Linked DNA regions of Hordeum vulgare: region 2 is linked to region 1. A link is a contact called in public Hi-C data. All regions are on one chromosome and are shown on one strand. Each heading gives the region's core, a stretch centred on a gene start, on an enhancer-like site or on the middle of the called end of the contact. The rest is flanking DNA. Distances are from core to core; before and after follow the strand shown.

Region 1 (6,298 bases), core at 196-2,695:
TGCATTCCACTCTGCTTTTGTTGGATATAATGTGAGGTTTGTTTGTTTTTTTGCTTTTAGAGTGGCGAACATCTGGGATAGAACCGACCAAGCATTTTTATTTGTTTGCCTTCTGGTGATAACAGTGTGGTGATAACCGACCGAGCAAAGTATATCTGACAGGTCAAACGCGCAATAGAAAGATTTCTCTTTGTGTTGATTGGCCTGGTTTATATCAAACTTCTAAAAATTCATGGCCTACTGTTTCGATCTAATTTGTTCACTGAACATTTGATAGCTAGGCCAACTTATGAGTTGTGCGCTTTTCAAGGGTCACCACAATACACCTATGATCGTCTAGCGTAATTTTTTGTTCAAACAGAAGCTTTAAGAGTAAATATTATGGAAAAAAGTTAGCATAAAAGGAACATAGGTGGTGTTAGCCGGTCAATAGATGGTGCTAGCCGGTCAATAAGCAAGGAACATAGGTGGTGCTATGCATTCTCCCTAGAAATATCGTGGAGCTTCACGTCAATGGTCACATATGCTTATCTGTAGCTTTATCTTGATCACCGTGTTGGACAAGATATTCTTGAGAAACCTTATAACGAGACGGAGGTGGCAAGTGTTTGAGTTAAATTTGGTTAATTAGTATACTTTTAACACATTCTCTCGAGGCTGAATCCTGAGCCAGAACTCTCAGTCTCAGATGTGTCTGGGCATAAGGAATAGAAACGCCACAACTTTAATACGGAGTAGGAAATTATTTTCCATGAGGCCACACCGCGGGTCGAGCAGGTGGCGGGCGTCCCACCCGTGGCGTCGTAGGAAGGTGGCAGACGGAGCAGGTAGCAGTGGAGCAGGAGGCCGGGCGGTGACGGGACAAAGTGGCGTCGAGTGGCCCGGTTAGAACACTAGGATTGATTTGAAGACGTTGTTGCGCGGTCCCACATGTAAGCTCCAGACCCACGTCCATGCGGTCCCACGTATAAGCTTCGGACCCACTACCACCAACGTCAATAAATGGAATGGACTCAAAATTGCCCGTTTGGCCTCGTCATAGTAGTTGCGCACAGTCTAGGAACAAAATTAAGCACGATTCCCAGGACAAAAATGAGCACATGGACACCACTAAGGACAAACGGATAATTAGCCCAATCAAAAATGTGTTTAGTTTAACCGTAAATAAAAAAGAGGAGGTGTTTAGTTTTCAGAAAGAGAAAAGAAAAGAGTGCCCACAACTCAACTATAGCAGCCAGTACTGCTGGTCAATCGAGAGTTCAATGATAACATAGTTAACCTATAAAGTGGCAGCTTTCTCTAAAAAAAAAGAGAAAAATACTACGTGCCGCCGCAGCGACCGGCAAATAGGAGGGCTCGAGAACCTCTCTGTCTCTCTCTCTCTCTCTATCGCACGTGAGGCCAACCAACAGCCAGCAACCCAGCTTTGACCGGTCAAAATCAGATTCGAAATCACGTTTTCTCTGTCCTTTATCTACTGCCCCGACTGCTTCTCCTACCTCCACCCCCCCCGTGCGCTGGCTCCGCGCTCCTCCTGCAGATCCTCCTCCGTCGCCTCAACTCGCCCGCCTCTGGGTCTCGCTGCGCTACCCAAACCCCACTCCAAGCGCCCCCGCCTCCACCGCGAGGTCCTCAACGGCATCTTCCTCCAGCAGACCCACGGCAGGCCGGAGTGCTGCGCGCCGTGCTCCGGCGCTCCGGCGAGGCACCCGTGCCGTGCGGCGGGCTGTCCGGCCCGACTGGTCTGAGCCCGACGTGGCCCGAGGCCCGACCCGGCCCATGCAACAGCGTTCTTCGTCTCCCTCGATCTCCACTCTCCACCAGTCCGCTTTTTCGCTCTCCTTCCCCCCCGCCCCCACCCCCAACCCCCGTGTCGTGTCCGTCCACCCACCACCAACCCACCCACACCCACGCGCATCACATCTTCATCGCAAGCTAGGTAGGCCAGATCCAAATCACAAGGCCGCCCGGCGTGGAGCAGTAGAGTTTCGCCAATGCCAGGGAGCGTGCCGCTGGCGCTGGGGCTGGACACTGTAGGGCTGCAGGTCCCGTGGTACTTCCGTTGCCCAATCTCGCTGGAGCTCATGCAGGACCCCGTCACCGTGGCGACCGGGCAGACCTACGACCGTGCCAGCATCGAGTCATGGGTCGCCACGGGGAACACCACCTGCCCCGTCACCCGCGCGCCGCTCGCCGACTTCACGCTCATCCCCAACCACACCCTGCGCCGCCTCATCCAAGAATGGTGCGTCGCGCACCGATCCCTCGGCGTCGAGCGCATCCCCACGCCCAAGCAGCCGGCCGACCCGGACCTCATCCGCTCCCTCATCGCTCAGGGCCCTGGCCTCCCCGTGCTCAAGAAGCTCAGGGCGCTCGCCAGGGAGTCTGACAAGAACAGGCTCGTCATGGCCACGCACGAGACCAGGGCGGCTCTCGTGGAAATGGCGTTCGGGGGCAGCGCTGAGGAGGCTCAGGCGGAGGCCATGGCGGTCCTCGCCCTCGTAGGGATGGGGGAGGCGGAAGCTGTGGACGTGGTGGGCAGGGAAGACAGGGTCACCAGGCTTGCCAAAGTTCTTGGCAGCCAGGGGACGACCTTGGAGGCCAAGGTTAATGCAGGTGCCGTCGTGGAGGCAGCTGCTGCGGTGTCGGGGGCTGAGGCCAGGGTGGTGCTTGGCGCAGCTGATGGAGTCATTGAAGGCCTGGTCGCGCTGGTGGACGAGAAGGCCAATGCCCGTGCCGTGCGCGTCGGGATCCGAGGCCTCTTTGCTCTCTGCCTGGCCAAGGAGAACAGGCAGCGCGCTGTATCGGCTGGTGCCGCATCGGCTCTGGCCCGGCGAGTGGCGGAGGGTGGCTGCGCTGGCGAGCTGGAGCGCGCGCTGGCAGCGGTGGAGCGGCTGTCCCGGACAGACGGTGGCCGCGAGGCGGTTGTCTCTGGCGCTGGAGGTGGCGCCGCGGTGGTGATCGCGCTAGTGCGCGCCATGTCAGGGCGTGCGGCTGAGCATGCTGCGGGCGCGTTGGTGGCCGTGGTGGGCGGGTCTGAGGTGCTGCAGCTGGAAGCCGTCCGAGCTGGTGCCATGAGTCAGCTGCTCATGATGGTGCAGGGCGGCTGCTCGGAGCGTGCCAAACGCAAGGCGCAGCACCTCCTGAAGCTGCTCCGGTCCGCTTGGCCGACCACCGACTCCATGGCCAACTCGGATGATTTCCTCCGACCATACTAACCCTGCATTTCATCCCCTTTCTGAATCCGAACCACCACGGCACTAGGGCGGGGTGGGGGTGCCTGTATGTAACGGTGGTAGTAGGATCATCGGAGAATTTTTCTCCCCTAAAGAAAATTTCATGAGGCTAGGGCCGGGCAGGGGTGCCTGTATGTAACGGTGGTAGTATGATTTGGTTGACACTTGCAGTAGAAATTCATGTTTAAAAAGTGTACATATACATATGTACCTTGTTTAATTCTAGACTTCAACTTCCACTCTGTGATGCAAAGTAATTTCTTGGTACCATGTATCCTTTGATCGCTTGAGATAACAAGAAAAAAAGAGCTGCATTACTATTTGGTTTTTAGTTCCCAGTGCCCCCATTGAAATTCCATATGTCGATGGCACTGAGGTGAGGTTTTTTAGGTAGAAATGTTGGAACTTCATTCTACACATATTCCTACGCTTAAATTTTTAGAGTGATGTCATGACACTGCAAATCACATCTTAAGGCAATTTTTTTTTACCTGGAATCATGGAGATTATTTCTTTTTCTTTTGTATTTCATCTTAGGGTACGAAATCAACTGTAAACTATTTATGTTCCTACAGAATCTTGGTGCAACTCCAGAAGGGGAGCAACACTTCATGTCTGTAAATTATTTCCTTCTGTTAAGGAGCCAAGTGCTAGTAGCTTTTATGGTTGGCAATTTTAGTTTGGGGTCAATATACAGTAGAAAATACAAAATTTTAGCCCTTAAAATTGTTTCTTACCATGTAACACCACATTTTGTTCAGTTATAGATTTTATTATAGTTTTTGCGGCTTTCAAGTGAAGTCAATAATTTAAACCTCTATTCTCTTGGTTTGATGTCACAGTACAAGGTTAATCTTCTTGGTTTTATTTAGCTCATTGTGTAATTACTCTTATTAAGATTGCATTAGTGACACTGCAGTATAAATATCACCACGACATCTTTGTGCTCTATTGACACTCTTGATGAATTTACAAGAAAGATTTGTTATAAGGAGATATACCCTGATTTGACTGCCTCAAGATAAACATCTCATACAGTTCTTGTCCTTTCGACGAATCTATTTTAATGCAAGAATAAATAGGCACCGCTTTGTCTGGCATTACTTCTCGCTCCATCTAGACGTATTTCAGTTCTAGATACGTCGGTTTGAGGGAGAAGTAATTCCAGACGGAGGTAGTGTATGACTTATTATTCATTAAATATTTAATTTGGCCAATCAATTCCTTGAGACAACCAGAAATTGCAGTGCAAGATTAAATAAGTTTGCTAGTTTTTATTTCATGTAAGAGGATGTATATGATTTTGATCTGTCATTGGCTGAGGATCATCATCTTGTAGCATGATTCTGGTTTATCTCTTTTTAGCTCAGTTGGTCCTAAAGCCTATTGTTATTTCACAATATTTAATTTTGCCAATCAATTCCTTGAGGCAACCAGTAATTGCAGTGCAAGATTAAATATGTTTGCTAGTTTTTATTTCATGTAAGAGGATGTATATGCTTTTGATATGTCGTTGGCTGAGGATCATCATCTTGTAGCATGATTCTGGTTTATCTTTTTTTAGCTCAGTTGGTCCAAAAGCCTATAGTTATTTCACAATATGTGAAATCGCACTCATGCGATTATTTTGTTGGTTATGAAGCACAGGCGAAATCATCTATTTGAAATTGTTTGACACTTTGTGGTGCTTCATCTCTTACCATCAAGCCTGGGTTTCAGTTGGAATTCAACGTATCTCTTGCCTACACTCTAAAAAGATGCGTGCAGAGTTTTTTTTGTTTTAAATTGAGCAACCTTGGTATATATACTATTTCAATTGTAATCCTTTAACCTCATATCCATGATCGGGGAAGTTGCTTTGGGTGGATTGCTTCAAATTGTAATGGCCATAGGGACTTGTAGATTGGATTTAACTTTGCGATTCTCAGTTCTTAATGCTTGTTTTGCATTCAACTGCATTTAAATGCTCTAGGTCCGTCATGTATACCCCATACGATGAAAGGGTGATTCGGCCTGGTGGTACTCACGTTGTCATGCCAAGTTTGCTCTCAGGATCCTTTGTTGATTGCAGTTTGGTGGCCATGTTCATCATTGAATGAGATTGTGTCTTACTGAAGAAAATGCTCTGAATGATCATGAAATGAATAATGATGCTTGGGATATGCAACAAGTCAGATGGTTGCTGCGGTTAGGACCAACTCAGAAGAATGCGGTATGTATCACTTGAGTTGGTTCATATAGCTTTGACAAACTATTTTTTGTAATGATATGTCAAGCATCCTTGATTGCAAGTATAACTCCATCGTGTACCCAATGCCACTGATGGGTCCTTGGCACTAGATATTATATTTCCAAATGTTGATTTTTTAGCTGTCTTGCTCTTTTCCAAAGACAGAAAGGCATTATATGACAGCATTATTTGGATAGCTGATCTATTGTGAATTCTTACTGTGGAAGGACACGTGAAAATCAATATGAATAAAAATATTTCATTTAACTTAAGTGTGTACGAATTTTCTTGTGCTTTTAACTTGGTCCTTTTTGTTTGCATTAGGCTACTTATGGTGGAAAGTATAATGTATGTCCATGATACTATTATATGATACTATCTTCATAGTGCATAGTATCATAAACTAGTATATCATAGGTGATCTTATTTATTGACATGTATGACATATAGTAGTATATCATTTAATATGATACGGAATCTATCTATGTTACTTTAATATTTTTTTTTTAATTATTTACCATGTCAGCATGTTTGCTAGTCCCAAGTGCATGATATCTTCATTATGGTCAGCATAACTTAAGTAGTATCATAATCTAGGGACTAGTAAACATGCTGATGTGGCAGACAATTAAAAAGAGAGAGAGAGGGTTAAGAGGGTGCTTGAATCCAAGGAACTAAAATTAGTCTGACTAAAAATAGTCTTTTTAAGGGGCTAAAGTTCCAAGCACCCCTGACTAAAGAGAGGCTAAAATTAGTCTTGAGACTAAAAAAAATTAGTCAGGGGTACCCCTACTAAAATAGGGATTACTCCTCTCTCTCCTCATTTAACTCC
Region 2 (5,970 bases), core at 543-3,042, 390 kb before region 1:
ATGTAACCTGGACTAGAAGTTATTCTTACATATTTCATAGATGAATCACCAAGAAAAGTGCTGCCAGAAGGCATGATTTCTTCTACCCTATTTTCTGCAGCTATTGCCCTGCAAGAAATGGATGTGAACCTTAAAACTATGATTGCTGATAAGGAGTAACTCCTGACATGGACTGTATCCGGTGACATGAAGCAGGCAAAGTCAAAACATACAAATTAGAAATCTGTTCAGATGGGTCGTGTGTGTAGGTGTATTTGACTATTGATGCATCAGTAATGTGAATTATGAGGTATGATGTGGAGTAAGTGCGGAATCAAAGAGCAAAACAGTACTCTTGTGGTTCGGTAACGATTGGCATCCTTGGGCGTCCTGGTATCCGGCGAATCAACACTGACGTGTTCTTTGGTATCATGATAGATTCATCAGCATACTCTGAAAGTGCAAACATGACAGGAAATGGTTTAAGTAATACTTCGACTGTACAAAAACCATCCCAAGTCCCCCCAAAATCAAGATACTCCTATCCTGCCCACTAATTATAAGTTCTTAAGATACAACTGTATTTCAATCTGAATGCCCGCAGTAAAATCCATTAATCCAGAATGATTGTTCGGTGAGGTAAGCAAACAACGCGATGCTTCATTAGAACACACTTACTAGTCTTCGATGCAATGCGTGGTACATGTGCTCAGCATCGCAAAAGACATTCGAGTTGCTAAACATTGCAAACAAAGATCATGTCAAATTGTTTAAGTATTGTAATTTTATCTCTAAACCCAGCTTATAGTTAATCCTCCGCACCAAATCAGTAGATCAAGTCGTCATGTCTTAGAAAGCTCAAATCATAAGAAAAAATTGAGGCAGACAACAAATGATGCCAACTAGATAAGGCCTCAATTTTCAGACATCTTGAGTGCATGAATCAAACAGCCAAATGGCTTACGATACACAGCCAAACAGAATTACAACCTGAGCCTATCAAAATATTATCTAGCACTAACATCTTGTGTACAATCACCCACACAAGAAATCAAGCAAAGGTTCTTCTCTGAGAAAGAACCAGTATTATCTAGCTAGCACTAACATCTTGTATACATTCGCCCACACAAGAAATGAAACAAGGGTTCTTTGCTGAGAAAGAACCAACCTTCGTCAGTCTGGGCATTCGAGATCATGAGGTCGAAATCAGTGCCTCTGCCAAGGTGCTTGGACTCAAAAATCATCTCCTTGAGGTTGAGAACCGAGATGAATTGCCCCTCGATAGGGATCGAGTCATAGTCTCTGGCACTCTTGAACTTGTAGTAGACAGCCATAATAGCGCCGGATCTAGATGGCGTGCCGGGTGTGCACCAGCACACCCAATTTGCGCGGCACGCCCAAAATTTGTGGAGATCAGTGAGGTTTATCTAATCACTGGGTGCCAAAAAGCTCATAGACGCCAGGATGGCGGACGGGGTTGATATAGCAGCGACGCGACGGGGCAGACCGGGAACGGCGATGGCGGCGACGCGCGTGGGGGGTCGGACGGGTTAGGGGGGGCAGACGCCGGCGGTGACCTAAGCTACGGCGCGGCGGCGGGTATAGGACACGGTAGACTGTAGGAGGTGTTCTAGAGCCGCATCGGGCCGGATTGGAGCTTGCTTGGGTAGGTCAGGACTCGGGAGAGGAAGAGGATGACTGGGAGGGGAAAGAAGGGTACAGGTACGGGACGGTGGAGAGCGGAAACCGTGGAGGGAGGGGATGGATCTCACCCTCTAGGGCCGAGAGCAGGTATTTGGTTCAGAAGGGGAGATAAAGTGACAGTAGTAGTATTGGGATGTCCTTTTGAGTCTGAACATTTTGTATTCGTAGGAAAACTATGAAGTTTTGTGACTAGTTTAATTTGAATTGATATATAGCATGTTGAGAATATATCTCTTTTTTGTTCTACTTGGTAACGCAGGCATGATAAAAGATAGGTTTCCAGCCCAATCTCTTCACAATAGAACTAGACCTGCCTGCCCGCTCATGAGCTGAGCTGAGCCCAGGTCCTCCCCCGCACCGCCGCCGTTGGTCACCCCGGCCGCGGCGGCCACCACCATACAGCCTTCATGGCAAGCCACCCCACAACAAGATCCGTTGGCTCCTCCCCTGCCCGTCGTGGAGAAGCGCAGCGCAGCCCCTCGCCCGTCGGTCCGTCAGCCGCCCTCCTGACGCGCGAGATGACGGCTAGACCTTCCCGCGTCGACAGTCGTCGCTCCCGCTCGTCCGGCGGTCCGTCGGCCGCTCTGGCCACCACGACGCGCGAGTCAACACCGGATCCGCCTTCCCCGCCGCGGATCTGGCTGCGGGGGGGATGCTCCCGGGCTCGGACCGGGGGAGAATGGGACGTTCCCGCTGGTCTGCTCGACGTGCCGGCTTCTCCTACCAGCACCGCGTCCGCATCGGTCGATTCTCCCGATCTCCCGGAGCTTCCCATGCCGCGACCAATTGCTACGCTCAGGTCAATCGTCGTAGCCCCGTCGAAAGATGTCTCTGCTGAGGGGGGGGCCTAGACCGAGGTCTCCTCCCAGAAAGCACGGCGCCATGCTGCTCGCCCGACGGTCCAAGAGGTGCACCCTGGGAGGCACGGCTCGGCCCGGCACGCCGCTTTCTCTGCTAACCAAGACCAAGCGCGCCTCGCCTTCATTACCAAGTTCAGGGGACGCTGCTTCCGGTGCCTCAGCACTCGCCACAAGATAGCCGGTTGTAGAGACCCGATCCATTGCCTCACCTGCAAGAGAGCATGACACACTAGTCGCAACGGCCCGCAGCATCCGAAGTACGCAGGAATAGCTAGGAGCGCTAAGAGCAGGCTCGGTCCACCACCACCCTAAAAGCCGCTGCACTCTAGGCTGCGTTTCCCACCGCCACCCGCGACCATGTCGACAGCCGCTCCATCATTGCTTCAGCAGGCGGATCATGCTCGACGCCCCCGGGACAGCTGCTCGGTGACTGTCCCGTCGCCGGCAATAGAGCAGGCTGTCGCGTTCCTCCGCGCCCACGCCGTCACGCTTCGGGCGGCCGACGGGGTGAATGCAACGTCCCCCATGGCGGTCGGACGGGCGCTCAAGACGCAGCTCTCCATCCCGGTGCACTCGCTACGCGTCACCGCCCACCACCCGGAGCACTATTTCGTCGTCTTCACCCAGCCGGCGCTTCAAGTGAACGCCGTTCGACGCGGCTCCATCAGGGTCGATGGTGCCATCTTCAACATCTCCACCTGGCACGACCACGACCACGCTGCTTTCGACTCCCTCCTGCTGCACATCCGTATTGTCGTCGAGGGGGTGCCGATGCACTACTGGTCGGTGGAGGGCGCCGAGGAGATCCTCGGCAGGAGGGTTAGAGTGGATCGTCTCGATAGAAGGACACTCGAGCGTGGCCACACCAAGACCTTTGCTTGCTGGGTGTGGACCAGCGACGTCGCCAACATCCCCACCAAGCACACCTTGGGAGTGCTCCCGCGCGGCGCAGGTCGGGTTGAGGAGATGGAGGGTTTCTCACCTCCTGACCGGCGCGTTGCTCCACCGCCAGCGACGGCCGAGTACTCCATGCTCATCCATGTGGACCGGGTCGAGGACTGGACCACTCCATCCCCACGGTCCTCCCACTCTGGTCAGAGTGGTATACCGTCGTCCGACTCCGACAACGACGACCGCCCGTTCCCGGCAGTGACACCGGCATCCTGGACCATGGGGGGCGAAGATGGCTAGCGTGGAGCTCGGCCGCAACGCCGCGCACATGCTTCGGTCACCAACCTAGGCTGCAACGGCATGCCATGGGGAGGACGTGGCCGTGACAACAATGGCGACGGTGGCTTCAGGGGTGCGGGCCAGCGCTCCTGGAAAGACGTGCTTCTGCGACGGAGCCGCACCCCGGCACGGAAGTCTCAGCTGGGGCATCACGCCAGCGCAGCCGATCTCCTCGTCGCCCCAAGAGCACGACGCAACGTCAGGGGGGAGGAAGGACAACCACGGCACCTCCCTTGCCACCTCCACATCGGCACAGGCGTAGCCGCGGCCGCACCCCTGCGCCACCAGTAGCAGAACCACTGCCTGAGGCGGCCGACGGGCACCGAGGCAACGGGAAGGATCTCGTTGATGACTTCTTTAGGGCGGCGAAGAAACCTACTGTTGCATCTGTGCTCGCCGACTCTGTGGCGGTCGATGTGCACGCAGTTGCAGAGGCTGCAGTAGCCGCACCACTTGACTTCGGAGGCGACAACTTTTTCGAGGACGACGTAGATGCGGCCGAATGGGTGCAACTAGACGCATTCAGCCCGACGCTCTCGGCTGCTACGACGGACTGCGGCCAGTTCAACCGCGCTACACCATCAGCTACCTGCGCAATGGAGATGCCAACTGGAGATCACCGCCGACGATGGCAACCAGCAGCAGACCCGTGGCCTCTTCCGCGCGACAGAGCCGCCGATCCTTGCCACACCGGCAAGACGACCGTTAGCCCCACCCAAGAGCCGCATTGCGGCCACCCCGACACGGCACAACGCCCGTCAGGCGGCGAACACAACGACTATACCGGTGGCGCAGCGAGCCTCCTTTCGCATCGTCAAGGAGCTGGGACTCCTAGGGCCAAGGCAGAAGATGACTGAGGACGTCGCCAAGGCACTGCTCCGACGCTTCGAGGAGCCAGTGTCGGATAGCGACATTGCAGTCATTGCAAAGCTCACGCACCTAGACAGCGACGCGCTACGAGTCATGGCACGCATGGCTGGACCTGATGGGCACGCCGCGGAGGCCGGAGTTTAGTATGTTAGGTTATTTACAGCTTCAATGGCGGCCGACTTGTAGCTGGTCTGAGCTAGGATTACATTTCATGTGTAAGGATAGAGGTAGTGCTGATCAACGCCGGCGTATTCTGGGGCCTATGGGTGGACGCCGGCGCCCCCCTTGTATGGTAGCAGAGGTGTTGTTCTTGGGCCAGAGGCCATCTAGTATATTTAGCCATTGGAGTATAAGCCTGTATCCAAATGAGTGACAAACTTCTTCCAATTATGTCGTGGAACGTCCGAGGTATTAACAACTCGGTCAAGAGGGCGGCCATTTGCAAAGGTGGTTACTGCACACCGTGTTGCAATACTCTGTCTACAGGAAACTAAGATCACGGATTCGACCCCAACAATTGTTAACGAAATTGGGGGACGATCCCTTACTGACTGCATCGTCCTACCGGCAATCGGGACAAGTGGTGGGGCAACAATACTTTGGAACAGACAACTAGCAACGGTAGAATCCCATGTTGTAGGAGTTTTTGCAATCACAGCAAAAGTTAAACTACTTGGACAGCCAAATAGTTTCTGGATTTCATCGGTCTACGGCCCAACATACGACGCCAGAAAAGAGAATTTCCTCCGGGAAATCTCCCTCTTGGCACCTCCGTTAGTAGAGCCATGGCTAATCAACGGAGATTTCAACCTCATCTACGAAGCTAGAGACAAAAATAACCTCAACCTAAACCGTAGGCTCATGGGTAGGTTTAGAACATCAATTGATGCCGCGGGACTAAAAGAGATCAAATGTAAGAACCGGCGCTACACTTGGAGCAACGAGCGTCGTGACCCAACCATGCTCAGCATTGATAAGTTCTGTAAGTGCATCTAGTGCCCCTTAGTGATTTTGGTGGTTTGAAGACTTATAGGTTAAGTATCTAATGTGTTTATGAGTGTACACAGGATCTATAAGTCATTGAGGAGTTTGAGATATTTGAAAAATATCGACCCCTAAAAATATATATCTTCGGTTGACGAAATTGGTCTGAAGCTAAAGAAATGAATCGCGAGGAATCTGCGATGAAATTGATATTCCTCATGAAGATACTGAAATTGAGGAATCCGGTGTGTCCTGAAGAAAATCACTCTGAAGAATTTGAAGCATGAAGATTTACTCTTTCTGTTTTATTTTCTTCGCATTTGAGTAATAGGAACACCGTACT

Evidence for each region. A called contact is a pair of places that touch in the nucleus more often than the background predicts.
Region 2: a contact with region 1 is called in a Hi-C map of seedling, with 3 times the contacts expected there. The contact joins the promoter of LOC123404523 here to the promoter of LOC123403819 in region 1. A contact is called at or near these places in 3 of 6 Hi-C or Micro-C datasets (leaf and seedling) and 1 of 1 datasets of contacts at active chromatin or transcription factors (embryo).

Annotation. Positions count from the first base shown.
Region 1 is chr6H:439,015,379-439,021,676 of MorexV3_pseudomolecules_assembly, reverse strand. It overlaps LOC123403819 (U-box domain-containing protein 26-like), which reads left to right and starts at 1,445. Exons shown (of 1, transcript XM_045097736.1): 1 at 1,445-3,567. The coding sequence starts at 1,995. The coding sequence ends at 3,218.
Region 2 is chr6H:439,404,597-439,410,566 of MorexV3_pseudomolecules_assembly, reverse strand. It overlaps LOC123404523 (E3 ubiquitin ligase PARAQUAT TOLERANCE 3-like), which reads right to left and starts at 1,792. Exons shown (of 15, transcript XM_045098450.1): 1 at 1,148-1,792; 2 at 333-432; 3 at 30-108. The coding sequence starts at 1,313.